Regions from separate parts of the Mustela erminea genome. Here region 1 is linked to region 2. Evidence: chromatin contacts called from public Hi-C data. All regions are on one chromosome and are shown on one strand. The core of a region is the stretch at or near the end of the contact, and the rest is flanking DNA. Distances in the headings are between cores, read along the strand shown.

Region 1 (2,923 bases), core at 304-2,803, 52 kb after region 2:
CACTCTTCTAAGCATGTCACCTGTGTTCATTGCCCTTAATCCTCCCAACAATCTTAGGACACAGCGGCAATTATTATCCCATTTACATACAGATGAAGAAATGGAGGTGGTCAGAGATGAAAGAATTCATGGAAATTCCTATGGCTAGTAAGTGGGAGATCCAGGAATTTGAATCCAGGCAATCGGCCTTAAGAGCCCATGCATTCACCCATTACACACACGCAAGGCACGGGACTCATCTCAGGCGTCCCAGAGACACCCCCGCTCCCCACCTCAAAAGACAATTCATTCCTTTCATGGACAAATGCCATGTAAAAATCTTCTCCCCTGATCAGATTGGAACGTCTTCAATGCCACTGCTAGTCTGGTCAAGGGGTCCTTGACCCTCCCTCCCGAGTACTGTGACCTGATTGGCTGGATAGGGGCTCAGGCAAGGCTCAGGGGCTCTCACCCTGACTCTGCTCCCCACTGGTTCATACTGCTGGTGAAGCATTCGGAGACCTCCCAGGGAGTTGGCTTTTTTTTTTTTTTTTTTCTTTCTAATCTCAACCCCTCAAGACCTAGGGAAAAAAACGAGTTCTTAAGCTGATGAGCTCTCTGGTCCTAGTCTGCTGGGTCCTTGGCCACAGCTACTACTCCCTTTCACTTACAGAGCTCAAAGCTTGCTCCAGGGGCACCGGCCACCTGATTTCCTTCTGGACTCTTCCTGCACAGTCTGGAAGCCCTCAGGCCAGGAGGCGGGCGTGGGGGTAGGAGGGTTGGGGAGGGCGTGGAATCCTTGCACTGCAGAGAGGTTGCACGAGGTTCTGGCTGACAACCTCCTTCCCATTCTCGGTCTTCAGCTCTTGTGGTTTCCTCTCCCGTCTTCTGCCCCCTCCTCCCACTCCCACGGCCCTAGAAGGAGGAGAGGCAGTGGTAGAGTCGGGAAAGTGGGAAGAAGTCACGTTACTTTACTGAGCACCTACTATTTGCCCGGCACTTCTGGGGCCTCCCCCTCCTCTGCTCCCACGAGTCCCAGCTCAGACCCGGGTAGGGAAGAAGGGTGGGCGGAGTCAGAAGCGGGGCGAGGAGGCTGGCGGATCCATCTGCCCCCTTCCAAAGAATGCCCGAACCAGCAGCAGCCCCGGGACGTGGGTGGGGGTGACGGGTCCCCGGGCAAAGGAAAGGCTCAATTGTGCAAAGGCTTCCTGCCCTGCCAGCTCTCGGCCCCAGCCCAGCCACCAAGCAGCAGCCTTTCTGCGGCCGGGGAGGCGGGACGGGAAGGCGAAGGCAGGAAAGGGTTACGGGAATAGCTTTCCAATGACAAAGTCTGGAAGGGACCCATGCCTCCGCCCCTCTGCGGGTTAAACTGGCACAGTGCGGGGGGAGGAAGGCGAGGGGGACCAGAAGCAAAGACTCCCCTCCCTCCCGCCCCCCTGTCCCCCCCTGTCGCCGGGCACCCCCTCCCGGGGCCCGTGTCGTCGCAGGCAGCCGGCGTGTGCCTGGGGCAGCGGGTCACGAGGCTCCGCCCCCGGCCGCCCGGCCCCGGGGGACGCACTTTGTTCAGGATGCCGCCTCCCCGCTCATTGTGGGGCCGGGGCCGCCGGCGGCCCTAGTGCGAGCGCGCGGCCGGAGCGCGCGGCGGACGCCGATCCCAGTGCGAGGGGCGGACCCGGCCGAGGACCCCGGAGAAACTTTCTTATCGCGAGGAGAGCGCGCCCGGCCCGGCGCCGCGCGGGGGATGCGCGACTGTGCGCGGCGGCGGCGCGGACAGGGACTCGGAGCCAGAGCCGGAGCGGGAAGGCGCGCGGGTGAGTGGCCCGAGCGGGGTGGTCGGGGGGGCGGGGACCGGGCTGCGCGCGGCGGCGGAGATGGGCCGCCGCTTCCCACTCGGTGGGGCCGGGATCGAGCCCCGGGGGGAGGTGAGCCTGGTGCCCCGGGGAGGCTGCGGGCTGGGCTCGGGAGAGGCGCTGGAATAACAACGGAGGCGCTGGGAGGGTGTGTGCCGAGACGTCCTTGGGGGACTGCGCGTCTGCTCCAGGAGTCGACTCACTGGGGGCTACCCAGCCCCAGCCTTTCGGAGCCTCAGTTTACCTTTCTGTGAAATACCTGCAACGTAAAGTGTGTTGATATCCTATAACCAGAAGCACCAAGTACAGCGTATTACACACACACACGCACATACTGTACCCACATTTTCTCCCATCCCAGAGGAGCGAGCGGAGCAGCTGGCGCAGGTGACCTTGCCGGGCTGTTTCGGAAAATGTTCATTGGGTGCCCAGGTTGCGCTGCGAAGCGTCCGCCCGCCAGACTCCTTGAGGCTGCCCTCTTCGGCGCCAGCCTAGAGGAAGCTGGGGGACACAGGAGGGAGGAGAAAGGGGAGGTTGGGTGAACACCAGGAGCTCACCTGAGGGCGCTCGGTGCTTGGGCTCTTGTGGTCCCTTCTACTCTCAGAGCTGATAGAACCTGGTCAAAGCAGAAAGAATCAGCCCAGCCTGCGGAGGGAGGATCGGGGAAGGATGTGAGTGGTGAGTGGTGGGGGGCGGTGTGCAGGGGTGAAATCCACCCAGCAGAGAGGGGTCCTTGTCCCGCGGAGCCCAACATTGGAAAATCAGCTGGTGAGTCAATGGGACTTTGTTGGGAGGGCCACGGGGCGCAGCTGGCGCCGGCTTAAGGGAAGCGCCCGCATCCCCCCTTGATAACACGCTGTTTATCTGGCTTCCTGTTTCAATGATTGGGATGCCATTGGCTTGTTCAAATTCAATGCTGAAAAGCCTGCGGCCACGTTCGCTCTTTAAAAGCCGAGGGCTTGCCTCGATTTTCCTCTTTTCGTCTGTCTTGTTCCGCATGCGTGGTGTCCCCTGCAACGAACGCACTTATAATGGGGCAGCTGTACTTGCCACAAAGAACCCCATCTCAAGGAGGCAGAGCTGCTGCTTCTGAG
Region 2 (2,700 bases), core at 31-2,530:
AAAAACAGTATTCATTATTTTTTCACCATACCCAGTGCTCCATGCAATCCGTGCCCTCTATAATACCCACCACCTGTTACCCCAACCTCCCCCCCACCCCGCCACTTCAAACCCCTCAGATTGTTTTTCAGAGTCCATAGTCTCTCATGATTCAACTCCCCTTCCAATTTACCCCAACTCCCTCCTTCTCTCTAACACCCCTTGTCCTCCATGATATTTGTTATGCTCCACAAGCCTTCGGTAAAGTCCCTAATGATTCTTGTCATTTTGGTAAGCCCCGCCCCTGGGGGGAGAGGTTAGGGGAGGGGAGAGACGCGGAAGGAATGAGAATCAACCAGTAGATGACCTGAGTGTTCTCTCTTGATCTTGACCATCTTCTTCCCTTGATCTAGGTCTGGAGAACGTGACCTCACTGAGTTTCCGCCCCCTCTAAAGCATTTCTGTGCACTTGATTCAGAGATTACTCCCAAGCCTACCAGCAGTTCTAACCCCCTCTTCCCTGCACCTCTACCCTTAACCCCCCCTGGCTCCTTGTGGCCCTTCTCCACCCTCAGCCCCTCAGGTGGCCCGAACAGGTTGCAAAGGCTGGCGGAGGAGGCAAGCCCCAGGGGGCTGAGCTGGGCTGGCCTGCCATCCAGAGAACCAGCTCTTGCCCACATCAGGGCCACTCCCGCAGCCAACGCATTGCTTCCACCAAAAGTTGTCTCCTGGGGTTGGGGGGGAGCGCTCCGGACGCCTAGCTCAGCCATCACAGAAATTAGGAAAGAAATATCCAAGTGAACACAAAGATCCTTGCTCCCTCTCTTCCCTTGGGTCAGTTCTACGGTCGGATATACCGCAGGGCCCTATAGAGTGCAAATCCCCCAGTGGGAATTTATTATCTCGGGTTTTCAGGCCAGCGCCCTCTCGCTGCACAAACGGAGGTACCCCGGGCCAAGGGGGAAAGGAGCTGAGTGTGGGATCCGCGGAAAGGCAACGCCCGCCTCATGCCCCGGCCTCACAGCGCCACCTGGCGTCTCCGGGTACTGCGCCGGCGCTGCGCCCGCGGAGGGAGGCCCCTGCCCCGCTGGTGGACTCTCGGTTTCCCAGGGCGCGGTGGCCTCTGGTGGGCCCCCTCCCTTCCCTCAGAGCCTTCCTGCTCCACCCTGTCGTACACCGTCCAGAGGGTGCTTCTGGACCAGTCTCCTCCGTTTACAGCCCTCTGCCTTTATTCCGGTTTCACTCCCGGGAAGTGCGTCCAGTCTCCGCCACCACGGGTCTGCTCTAGAAGACCCGCCGTAGCAGAGCTCGACAGCTAGCCAGAGTCTGAGAGGCTAGCCCGGAGGATGGCCTTGTGCCAAGCACCCACCTCCAGTGGCCAGCAGGGGGCAGCCTAGTTCCAGATTTGGGTCCTAATTGCTCCCATCCTGGCCCTTCCTATAGGACCCCTTCCAGAAGCTACTGGGACCCCACTGTTTGTAGAGCCTTCCATCATCCATCCATCCAACCATCCATCCATCCATCCATCCATCTATCCTCCCCTGTACACAAACCCTTCCCGGACAACTTCCCGTTGGCAACAGACTGCTTTGGGCCTAGAGAATTTATCAGGACAAGGTGACCTGGTCCCCACCTGGGGAACTCACAACCCACAGCTGCACTCTCCTCCTGTTCTTTTACCTGTCACCTTGCACTTACCTAGTGTTCTGCACCATTAATTGGTCTTATACATGTTTAGGTCCCAATTTCAGAGTCACAAAGAGGGGTCTGTCAAGGCCAGTGTTGGATCTGGTCATCTGGACATTATGCATACAGGACCTGTTGTTAAAGTCTCTGCTTCTTGGTGTTTCGTTGGGCATCCCTAGGATGAAGGACACTGCAACCCCTCAGATGATCTCTATTTACAAATAAGGTCAGCCTTCCATGGAGCAGACTGTGGGGGCCAGCCCCAGACTAAATGTTTGTGTCCCCCTCACAATTCCATGTTGAAATCCTAAGCCCCAAGGTGAGGTATTAGGAGGTGGGGCCTGTGGCAGGTGGTTAGGTCATGAGGGCAGAGCCTTCCAGAATGGGATTAGTGCCCTTGTCAGGGAAGCCTGAGCTCTCCCTCCTTTCCACTGTGTGAAGACAGGGCAGAAAGATGGCCAGGAACCAGGAAATGGCTCTCACCAGACACTGACTCTGCCTGCACCTTGATCTTGGAATTCCCAGCCTCCAGAACTATAAGAAATTAACTTCTGTTGTTTATAAGCCACCCAATTTGTGATATTTCACTGACAAAAACAGAAACTGGAACCAGGAAGTGGAGTGTTTCCCTAACACGTACTTAAATATATGGAAGTGGCTTCGAAACTGGGTCATGGATGGAGGTGATAAGTGTTCTGAAATGTCTGCTAGGAAAACACCTACCCTGCCGTGAAGGGACCTGTAAAGGACATTCTCATGGGAGCTCGGAAAAAGGAGAGCTGAGAAAAGCCCCAGTCACCTCAGAGAATAATGACTAATACTTACGAACAGAATGTTGGTAGAAATAGGGATGGTAAAGGCCATCGTGATAACAAATGAGAAACATGTTAGTGGAACCGGGGCAAAAAGTGATCCTCGTTACCAAGTGGCAATGAACTTGGCTCCGTATGTTCATATTCTAATGTTTTGTGGAAGGTAGAACTCATGAATGACAAAGCTGGGTATCTAGCTGAGGAGATGTCTAAGCGAAGTGGT

Evidence for each region. A called contact is a pair of places that touch in the nucleus more often than the background predicts.
Region 1: a contact with region 2 is called in a Hi-C map of fibroblasts, with 1.9 times the contacts expected there. The contact joins the promoter of NAV1 here to the enhancer-like site in region 2. A contact is called at or near these places in 3 of 3 Hi-C or Micro-C datasets (fibroblasts, skeletal muscle and spleen).

Annotation. Positions count from the first base shown.
Region 1 is chr17:42,307,847-42,310,769 of mMusErm1.Pri, forward strand. It overlaps NAV1 (neuron navigator 1), which reads left to right and starts at 1,554. Exons shown (of 32, transcript XM_032317504.1): 1 at 1,554-1,790. It overlaps LOC116575887 (a long non-coding RNA gene), which reads right to left and starts at 1,257. Exons shown (of 3, transcript XR_004279991.1): 1 at 651-1,257; 2 at 452-560.
Region 2 is chr17:42,256,096-42,258,795 of mMusErm1.Pri, forward strand. No RefSeq gene overlaps it. Among named protein-coding and RNA genes, the nearest start is that of PHLDA3, 13 kb to the left of the region's middle. Within about 2 kb of position 1,281, the one cell type or tissue checked has open chromatin away from gene starts, as enhancers often do. A contact at or near this core is called in fibroblasts, where this site is marked.